3 separate regions of the Mus musculus genome follow, and regions 2 and 3 are each linked to region 1. The links are chromatin contacts, called in public promoter capture Hi-C maps. All regions are on one chromosome and are shown on one strand. The core of a region is the stretch at or near the end of the contact, and the rest is flanking DNA. Distances in the headings are between cores, read along the strand shown.

Region 1 (2,993 bases), core at 226-2,725:
CCACAAGGGGCCTTTCCCCCTTGATCACTAATTGAGAAAATGCTTTACAGTTGTATCTCATGGAGGCATTTCCCCAACTGAAGCTCCTTTCTCTGTGATAACTCCAGCTGTGTCAAGTTGACACACAAAACCAGCAGTGCAGCAGCACCCCTCCATGGCCTCTGCATCAGCTCCTGCCTCCAGGCTTCTGCCGTGCTTGAGTTCCTGTGATGTGGAAGTGTGAGCCAAATGAACCCTTTCCTCCCAGACTTGCTTTTGGTCATGGTGTTTTATCACAGCACTAGTAACCCTAACTAAGACAAGGCTAAAAGCCATTTCCAATCAATTTCAGCCAGACACTGAACTTGGTCACGGGACCACAGCAAGCGGCCTGGTAACTACATCACACGTTTACAGTGAGATGAACACAGAGACCCTGGTCATCCCGGAGAGCAAACAGCCACTGTCGCTGTGTACCCAAAAAACCTGATTTTATCCAGAAAAGAAGACGTGAAAGAGCTGGGGATCCGGTGTAGGTCACCGTCCCTGATGTTCTGCTAGGGACCAGCATGGCCTGTGACAGCGCAGCTCCACCCCACCTGACCCGGGCCTGGGTCACGGACAGGACTGTTTCAAGCTTGACTCTCACCCCTTGAGTGCCTAGGACAACAAGCCCAACTTGCTACAGTCTAAGAGCTTAATAAACACCCACCTGACAGCCAACACAGAGACAGGAGGGTCACACTTACAGAAACCAGAGCCAGGAGTATTCCCATGGGAACTCCCTGAAGGGATAATTTCCAGACAGAAAAGCCTTACCCTGTAAAGCCATGATCCTTCAAAATGGTTATCTTCCTGTGGAGCTGCTTATCTGCTGCAGGGAGGAACTTAACCAGCATGTCTGCATTAGAGAGGAGACCATCAGACTTAGGATGTGATTCAGATAAAGCACATGCCCCTCTCCCTCCCATCAGCCGCCCACGATAACCAGAGTGTCTGCCAGTTCACACCAAGTGTCCTCTTTAGGACAGCTCGCTGAGATCCCGGCTCCCTGAAGAGCTGTGAGCTTTCCAAGGCGGAGGACAGAAGCACAGACGCGAGGCTCAGGCTGCCCCTAAGCACATCAACAGCCTAAGAGGAAGCCGCCAGAGGGTTAGCCCTGCTGGGGGCCAGCTAGGAACAGGCTGCCTCAGCACACGCCCAGGACGGCAATACTGCGTTACACCTGATTCAAAGCAGTCCCCGCAGCCGTGACCACAGCCTCAGCCTAAACTGTGAAGCCTGGCGGACGTTTCTGAAGGAGAGAGAAAGCAATGGCTCTTTTGTTTTTTGAGGTGATAGAAGACTTCCATTCTGTGTTTTAAAAAGAAAGAAAAGCAAGGATTTGGGGGTGTAACTCTGACAGAAGCAAGCTTTCCTTTTCCTTCAGAGAGGGCCTGCACATGCCAGACCAGGCAGGCCACTGAGCCAACCCCTGGGCCCTACTCCATGTTAAACATAATGCTTGTTCCATGTGTTTACACGGTGTACTGGCGAGTTTTGTGTCAACTTGACACAGCTGGAGTTATCACAGAGAAAGGAGCTCCAGCTGAGGAAATGCCTCCATGAGATCCAACTGTAAGGCATTTTCTCAATTAGTGATCAAGGGGGAAAGGCCCCTTGTGGGTGGTGCCATCTCTGGGCTGGTAGTCTTGGGTTCTATAAGAGAGTAAGCTGGGGGCTGGAGAGGTGGCTCAGTGGGTAAGAGCACTGACTGCTCTTCCGAAGGTCCTGAGTTCAATTCCCAGCAACCACATGGTGGCTCACAACCACCCGTGATGAGGTCTGACGCCCTCTTCTGGTGCATCTGAAGACAGCTACGGTGTACTTACATATAATAATAAATAAATAAATCTTTAAAAAAAAAAAGAGAGTAAGCTGAGCAAGCCAGTAAAGAACATCCCTCCATGGCCTCTGCATCAGCTCCTGCTTCCTGACCTGCTTGAGTTCCAGTCCTGACTTCCTTTAGTGATGAACAGCAATGTGGAAAGTGTAAGCTGAATAAACCCTTTCCTCCCCAACTTGCTTCTTTTCTTGGTCATGACGTTTTGTGCAGGAATAGAAACCCTGACTAAGACACACATGAACTGCTTACAGTCAGAGCCACCACAAGACAACTACAAGGACTCAGAACAGGCCAATCTCAAAGCCAGCCGGCTTCCTAACTCACTGGACAAGTCCCCACTCACACTTTTCTTTACAGAGAAATCCCTGCATGCATTTATCATGTGTTGTCAGTGTACCACATACATACGGAAGGGCAGAGGGCAAATTACCGGAGCCAGTTCTCTCCTTCCACCCTGGACGTCCTGAGGCCTGAACTCGGGTCACCAAGCTTTACGGCAAGCCCCTCCTCCACCCACTGGCCCGTCCCATCTCGCTGCCCCAGCTCTGGCTCTTGTGTCTCTAGGAAGCATACTTGATATTCTGCCTTACGAAGGCAGACAGTGTCTCCTGAGAGTTACTATACTATACTCGTCCCAGCCTACACAGATGAACATAAGCCGGGCACTGAAGCCTCTGGCGGCTTGCTCAGGGCTTAGCTGCTTCTTCTACCTGAGTGCTGAGTAAGTTTCCACTCACGACAGGCTTACTCCCTCTGCAGCAACAATGACGCCTCAGAACAAAGATGCCTGCTTCCTCCCAGCCGTGACACTCACACTCATCCGCTAAGCAGCTCTCTTCCCACTCCACCGTCCTGGTTCATGACCCGGATGAACCGATCAATCAGTATCAATCAGTTGTGCTGATTTTACTTCAACAAAGAAATTCCACTCAGGAAGCGCAGGCAGGCTCTGCCTGAGAAACTGAATGTTGCCTAGGACAGCTCTTTCCATTAGAACGGGAAATAACCACTATCAGCCAGTCCAACCTGCCGAGACAGGAACGCAGGCGTGAGGATTGCGGACGGAGACAAAGCCATACTCCAGGAGCAGCCTCTGGTTATCATGGGGGCCGTAGCAGATGAACACCTC
Region 2 (2,993 bases), core at 169-2,668, 1.5 Mb before region 1:
AACAACCAACCAACCAAAACAAACAAACTAAAAAGACCCCCAACAACAACCAAAACAAAACAATCCAACCAACCAGGTGTGTGGCTGATGCTAAGTAGGTGGTTTTGTAGTTTGTGTTGAAGGGCACAGGACAAACCTTGAAATGTTAATGAAAATGTTAAAAAAACCAGGTATCCTAGGTTGTATTCAAAACCATAATCTTCTGTGGAGATTGGTCTGTGGAGGAGGTGACAAAGATAGTCTCCATGTGTGCTTTACAAAGACGTCCAACGCCACTGAGTAAGACCAACATCTTGGCCTGTAAGATGGGGGACGGGGTGAGGTTCATAAGTGTAGGCAGTGAAACTATTCTTCAGACATTCTGGACACAAAATTTTCTTTCCACGCGTTTGTGTTTGACCTTGGACTAATTAAATTATCCTTGCATTTTTCTGTTTGCTAATACCTAAAATAGGGCGAGTAGTACGATTTGCTTCACAGAGCTAAAGTGAGAACAAACAGCCTCAGTGTCGTGCCTGCTACAGACAGTAAGCCCTCAGTAAATTATTAGTAAATTATTATTAGAGCACTTTAAAGTTACAAGAACATTTCACTTAAAGACCCTTTTAGTTGGAGTAAGGTGGGAGCAGAAGACAACCATTGCAGCGGAATTAGTGCCTTCCAGAGCTAAGAAACAGGAGCAGGGGCAGAAGGAGGGGAGTCCCGAGTTAGCTCTATATGTGCGTGTATGGGTGTGTGTGTGTGCGCGCGCGCTGTGGAGTGCTGGACCTGGGACCCTCTACGAAGCCCCTCCTTACTCCTGTGTTTCAGGGAATCCATAGTTTCCTTTACCAGAAAAGCAAGGATAATATTTAAAGAATAACTGGCGAGAGTCGAAGCATTAACCTGCTTCTGGGTCAGGCTAGGCACACACAGCAAATGCCTACATAGCCCTTCGGTTCCAGGCTTGTTTCTTTGCGGCTTGGTGCAGCAGTCACTCCTTAGCACCCCGCCTTCCTCCCTGGAGACGCGGGCGAGGGGCACACAGCAGCCAGACCGCATCGCACCGCACCGCACCGCGGCGCACGCGCACTCGCTCGCCTAGCACCCGGGAAGGGAGGGTGGGCGGGGAGGCCTGGAAAGTTCCACCGGGTTCCAGAGCCCAAGGTTGGTAGGCGCGGAGGCGGCGGGGAGCGGGTGCGTGCCGAGCGAGGAGACGGCCTCCGACGGGCTGCTCGAGACCGTGTCCACGCTCCGCAGGCTCGGGGGACACAGACACGGCCCGGGAGGGCAAGCAGGAAGCCGTTGAGGTGCAAGTGCAAGGCGCCCTCCGGGAGAGGGGCGGGGCGGTGCCGGGTGGGCGGGGCTCTCGGTGGGCGGGGCGAGCCGTCTGCGCAGCTGCCGGAGCCTTTAAACCCGGCCTCGCGGGGTCGCACGGTGCTTTCGCCGTCCGGGAGCTGACCGGCCGTGTTCCTCTCTCGTCTTCCTCTGCGCCCCGCGTCCCCGCCCTCGCGACCCCGGCTCTCCTGGACTCGGCGCCGCCAACCTGGGCGATGCCCCGCTACGAGTTGGCTTTGATTCTGAAAGCCATGCGGCGGGTAAGTGACCTTCCCTCAGACCGAGTTCCCGCGCGGGCGCGCCCCGCCGCCTCTAGGCCTCCCAGTCCCGCGTGTCCTGCCTGCTGGACACCGGGTCCTCTCGCGCGGTGCGCGGGTGGTCGCGGGCGCAAAGTGGGGGGGTGGCGCGTGGGTCAGGCGCTCGGCGCGGCCGCGTGCGCGCGGGAGGCGGGGGGTGTGTATGCCCGCGCGTGTGCGCGGTCGCGGGAGGGGGTGTGCCGAGCAGGGGGCGGGGCGGGCCTCGGACCCCGGCTCTCCGGAGTCCGATGGAAGGACTGCGGGAGGACACACGCGCGAGAACCCAGGCCAGCCCCGCTCTGCGCCCACGCGTCGAGAAGCTGCTCGTCGTCCCCGCCGGCCGCTGGTCCCGATCGCCTGCCCTCAGCGTCCGCGATCAGTTACAGCCTTCCTCCAAAGCCCGCCAGTGCCGGCTGTGTACCCACGCACTTGTCACCGCTATCACACCAAAAAGAAAAAAAAAATCTTTTGACCTTTCTTTTTCTGACTCCAGCGGAAATCCTGCTCCGGGTGCCCTTAGCCCAGTTTTATTCATCCAAGTTGTGGCCTTGCTTGTGTTTCCGAAGACATGCCTTCCCCCAGCTTTTGATTGATCTGGAGGTAGGGACTTTCAGGTTTGGAGGGATGATAAACCACCAGCAGCCGGGTCACGGACTGGGGTCGGCGGCCGGCGGAGGCAGCTATGTTCTGAGTCAGTCAGTCGTCGCTGAAATCCCCATTCTTCTGAGAGAATTCGGTAATGTAGTGTGCTTTCACGCACTCTCCTTCCCTAGCAGGTACAGTTTAAAAGAAAACAAAAGCAACCGTTGTCCTTTTTTTGAGCGTTTGGAAGCAGCTTTCTTCTAGCCCTGGGCATGTAGGCTTTGGGTCAATTTCAAGTAGTGGCTTCAGTTTGAATCAACTTAAGCCAGGGGTCACGGGCTAGGCTCTGGTGAACAGCTAACAGTCAGGCAGCAGGAGGAGATTGTTCGGTGTGCCTTGTACAGGGTTGGCTTGGAAAGGACACCAGAGCCACCTGATGGTCCTGAAGTTTGTGCCCCCAAGCTTACTGACTCCCTGGCTCCGGGAGAACATTGTCTCACCTCTGGGTAATACTTTATCTACCTTCCTTCCTCATTGGGTTTTACAGAGTTAAAAGAATAGGAACAACAGAGGGGTCAGGGTCGAGAAAGTATTAAAAAGGGACTGTTTCTGATTAAATGGAAATTACTTAAGCCTCCCTTTATACTTTTTAGGTAATGTTAGAAACTGAAAAAATGTGACCACCAAGATTCATTCCCTCAAGGTGTGAGGTAGCAGTGACCCTTTGCACTCCTTTGAATGAGAGACTCTTGCTTAGCATGGCTGCCCAGTACACTGGCTAAATGTATTTTACCATGA
Region 3 (2,993 bases), core at 340-2,839, 1.3 Mb before region 1:
ACACCCTTTCCCAGAGTTTGTAATTTTCCCCTTGGCTTATCTGTTTCTCCAGGAAAACGTACAGGTGGTTAAATCCAGGCTTTCATTAAACATACTTTATCATCCTCACTGGAAAATATAGTTATAACATGGACATCAATCAGTCAATTTTACTTAGGGGGAACAGGAGAAATGCTACATCTTTATGTGGTAGTTAATATGGGCAACATCACAGGATCTAGACTAGGGTAACAGCCACACCTCTGGGAATGCCTGTGGGAATTATATAGATTGGGTTACATGAGGTGGGAAAACATTCTAAATGGGTGCCACCATTCCCTGGGCTGGGATCCTGGATGGAACCTGAAGGAGAAGACCAAGAGAGGTCAAGCCTCCATCACTCTCCTCCCAGCTGTGGACTCTACTCACCTAGTCTAGATAACCTAAGCTGCTTCTGTCAAGCATTTTGTTGTGTTAACAGGAGATAACTAACAAGTTGGATGGGCATCCAGTTGTTGATCCATTTACCCCAGCTTCTCCCTCCAGTATCAACTTCAACCAAAGCTTTCTAAATGAAAATGCCAAGTCAAACAGCTGGGTTGCTGTTGTTTTTCTATCCATGTTCCCTTTAGAGTCTTTCTGCTTAGTCTGCTAGTTCTACACATCTGAGTAGTACTTCAGTGCAGATTCAAAGCTATTGCAAAAGGAACAGGTGATAGGGGCTGATCCCAGTCTCGCAACTTATGGCGAGCCCCAGGTCTGGCACGAGCTGGCCTCAGCCTCGGGAAAGAAAAAAAAATCCTTTGTGTTTCCGTTTCATCATTTGTGAAATATTACAATTATAGTGTGTCCTTTTATAGGCCTTGTAGAGTTAAATTAAACGACAGTCTCAACGTGATATTCTCTTGTTAGCACAACCAGGTCTGTGAAACCCTCTGCACGCTAACATTTTCAACTTCATCTCCACAAAGAGGCATGATGAGATCTGAAGCTAACTTTCTTGGGTCCAAGAATTCACCCCGCAATTAGTGTCAGCACCGGGCATCCGCTCCCCCCTCCACAGAAGAGGGAGATGAGGTGGAGGTCTCGGTGAGAACTTTGCCTCTCCAGAGCCTTGGACAGGGCTGCTGTCTGCGTCTCCCCACCCGGCACTTTGGGGATTCACTGGCTAGAAATGAAACTGGGAACCTAAAATCTGGGTATCTATCGGTTATCTCAACCGGGATGCATTCTTCTTGTCTGTCCCCTTGGAGGAATGCTAAGCCTGGAAAACAAAACAAAAAACCTGGGACCTATTGTCTTCAGCTGTATAGAACAGGAGTCAATGACCAGTGGACATGAACAAAGGGTCCTAGGCCGAACCCTAACCCCTGCGGACCACCCTCAGGGTTCCTACTTGGATTTCTGCAGTAGCCTCAGATTCCTGCGCAACTGGCCTGAAGCCCATAGCGCCTGCGCTTGGAGAAACACGCTCCTTAATACTAGCGAATCTGCGGGCGCCCTAAAGCCACTGCGCCTGCGTATCAAGTGGTGCCTTTCAAGATGGCGCTTCCGTTCCGAGCGGTGCATTTCGGGACTTGTAGTTTTCACGACGGGATTGTGGGAGTCGTGGTTTGTGAGCAGCAAGCGAGGAGGCCCCGCCGCCCTGAGTGTAAGTGTGTGAGTCTTTGGGGCTCTGGGGAATCCCTTGGTCATCCCGCGTTCTTGTTTCTCCCATGATGACACTTGCTGCCTACGGCTACATAGCCCTTGGGAACTCTAATAGTCTTGTCGCCTTGTTTTGGTGACGCAGGAAGGGAGCGATGATAACTCCTGGCCTTCTACCCACCCCCCACCCCCGTGGAGGCAATGCCTGGGGGCGAGAACCTGGGACTGGGCACTCCCAAGTATCCAGGGATAGCAAATCCCCGTTTGATCCTGTGGTGCCCCAGATCGCAAAGGCGCCAAAGTTGCTTAAACAAGGCGTGTCGTTTCATCTAGTAGGGAAGTGCACCATAACTCACAGGCTCCCCAAAGCCTTGAAATTTGGAATCTGGCCACCCACCCGGATAAGGTGCTTCTGGGTTTCTTGAAAACCAAGGCCTGTGCTGAGTGGGCTAAGTGAGGTCCAGGGGTCATGGCGATTTGAACCTACCGATACTTTAAATGGTTGGCTGAGGAATTGGAGTGAAAGGGGTAGAGACTGGGAGTGAAAACGGCTTCAGACAGTTGACACAAGCTGCTAGGATAGGTGAGTGCATTATATGCTGAGATAGGTGCACCCTCGACTCTGTTAGCCTCGCCAAGGAGCACACGGAGCTTGTGAGCAGACTATTGTCCACGTCGTTTAAATTGGTATAATCAAAGTGAGTGAATGTCTTCTTTGTTTCTAGAATAAAACCTGGCAGGATACTTTGCAATAAAGATCAAAACTACAAACAGTTTTATTTTCTGTCGTTAAGGGTTAAGCCTGGACAGCTCCCTGCATTTCATATATTTTAATGGCCTCCAGCTGTCCTTACCCCAGTGGCTTTGGCTCACCCTCTGCTGCCAGCTGCTGCTTGCTTCTGAATGGCACCAGGAGTCCGTGATATCAGAGCAGACAGCTCACTGCTATGTTTAGCTTTCTTGGTTATCCCCATTTGCAGAAAGCTTGCAAGCTGCCTTGAAATTTAAAGTAGTGGGTGAAAATGAACCTGGCTGCTCTGGGCCCTTCGCTCTCCTCTACCCACCCCACCCACTCCATAGCAGTACAGATTCCCCTTTGCTTTTACTTTTTCCTCCTTCTCTTCCTCTTCTCTTTTTCTTCTCTTTCTCCTTCCTTGGCAGGATTCTGTGCATCTGAGATTGGCCTCCAGCTCAGTCTTTCTCTGTAGCCTTAGATGACCTTGAACTCCCATCCCTTGACCTCCACCTCCCAAGTGCTAGGGTTACAGGCTTGTACCACCAAGGTTGGGTTGTGAGTTACTTGGGCTGAACCGAGAGCTTTGCGTTAGCACTCTGGCTCAGCCACGCCCACAGCCCCCTGCTTCCTT

Evidence for each region. Promoter capture Hi-C pulls out the DNA fragments that hold promoters and counts their contacts.
Region 2: a promoter capture Hi-C map of liver shows a contact between it and region 1, with 4 times the contacts expected there. The contact joins the promoter of Slc5a3 here to the enhancer-like site in region 1. A contact is called at or near these places in 9 of 39 promoter capture datasets (the 3T3-L1 cell line, the C10 cell line, cranial neural crest and 4 more) and 1 of 9 other capture datasets (embryonic stem cells).
Region 3: a contact with region 1 is called in a promoter capture Hi-C map of liver, with 3 times the contacts expected there. The contact joins the promoter of Smim11 here to the enhancer-like site in region 1. A contact is called at or near these places in 18 of 39 promoter capture datasets (the 3T3-L1 cell line, 3T3-L1-derived adipocytes, the C10 cell line and 12 more), 6 of 484 Hi-C or Micro-C datasets (bone marrow-derived macrophages, cerebral cortex, cortical neurons and 2 more), 4 of 115 datasets of contacts at active chromatin or transcription factors (T-cell acute lymphoblastic leukemia, astrocytes, embryonic forebrain and 1 more) and 1 of 9 other capture datasets (liver).

Annotation. Positions count from the first base shown.
Region 1 is chr16:93,587,021-93,590,013 of GRCm38.p6, forward strand. Setd4 (SET domain containing 4) reads right to left here. Exons shown (of 12, transcript NM_145482.3): 8 at 2,891-2,993; 9 at 799-880. Among named protein-coding and RNA genes, the nearest start is that of Setd4, 15 kb to the right of the region's middle. Within about 2 kb of position 1,476, at least 21 of the 459 cell types and tissues checked have an H3K27ac peak or open chromatin away from gene starts, as enhancers often do. A contact at or near this core is called in hepatocytes, liver and palatal mesenchyme, where this site is marked.
Region 2 is chr16:92,056,904-92,059,896 of GRCm38.p6, forward strand. Slc5a3 (solute carrier family 5 (inositol transporters), member 3) reads left to right here and starts at 1,419. Exons shown (of 2, transcript NM_017391.3): 1 at 1,419-1,577. Mrps6 (mitochondrial ribosomal protein S6) reads left to right here and starts at 1,433. Exons shown (of 3, transcript NM_080456.1): 1 at 1,433-1,577. The coding sequence starts at 1,533.
Region 3 is chr16:92,299,714-92,302,706 of GRCm38.p6, forward strand. It overlaps Smim11 (small integral membrane protein 11), which reads left to right and starts at 1,590. Exons shown (of 4, transcript NM_138743.2): 1 at 1,590-1,630.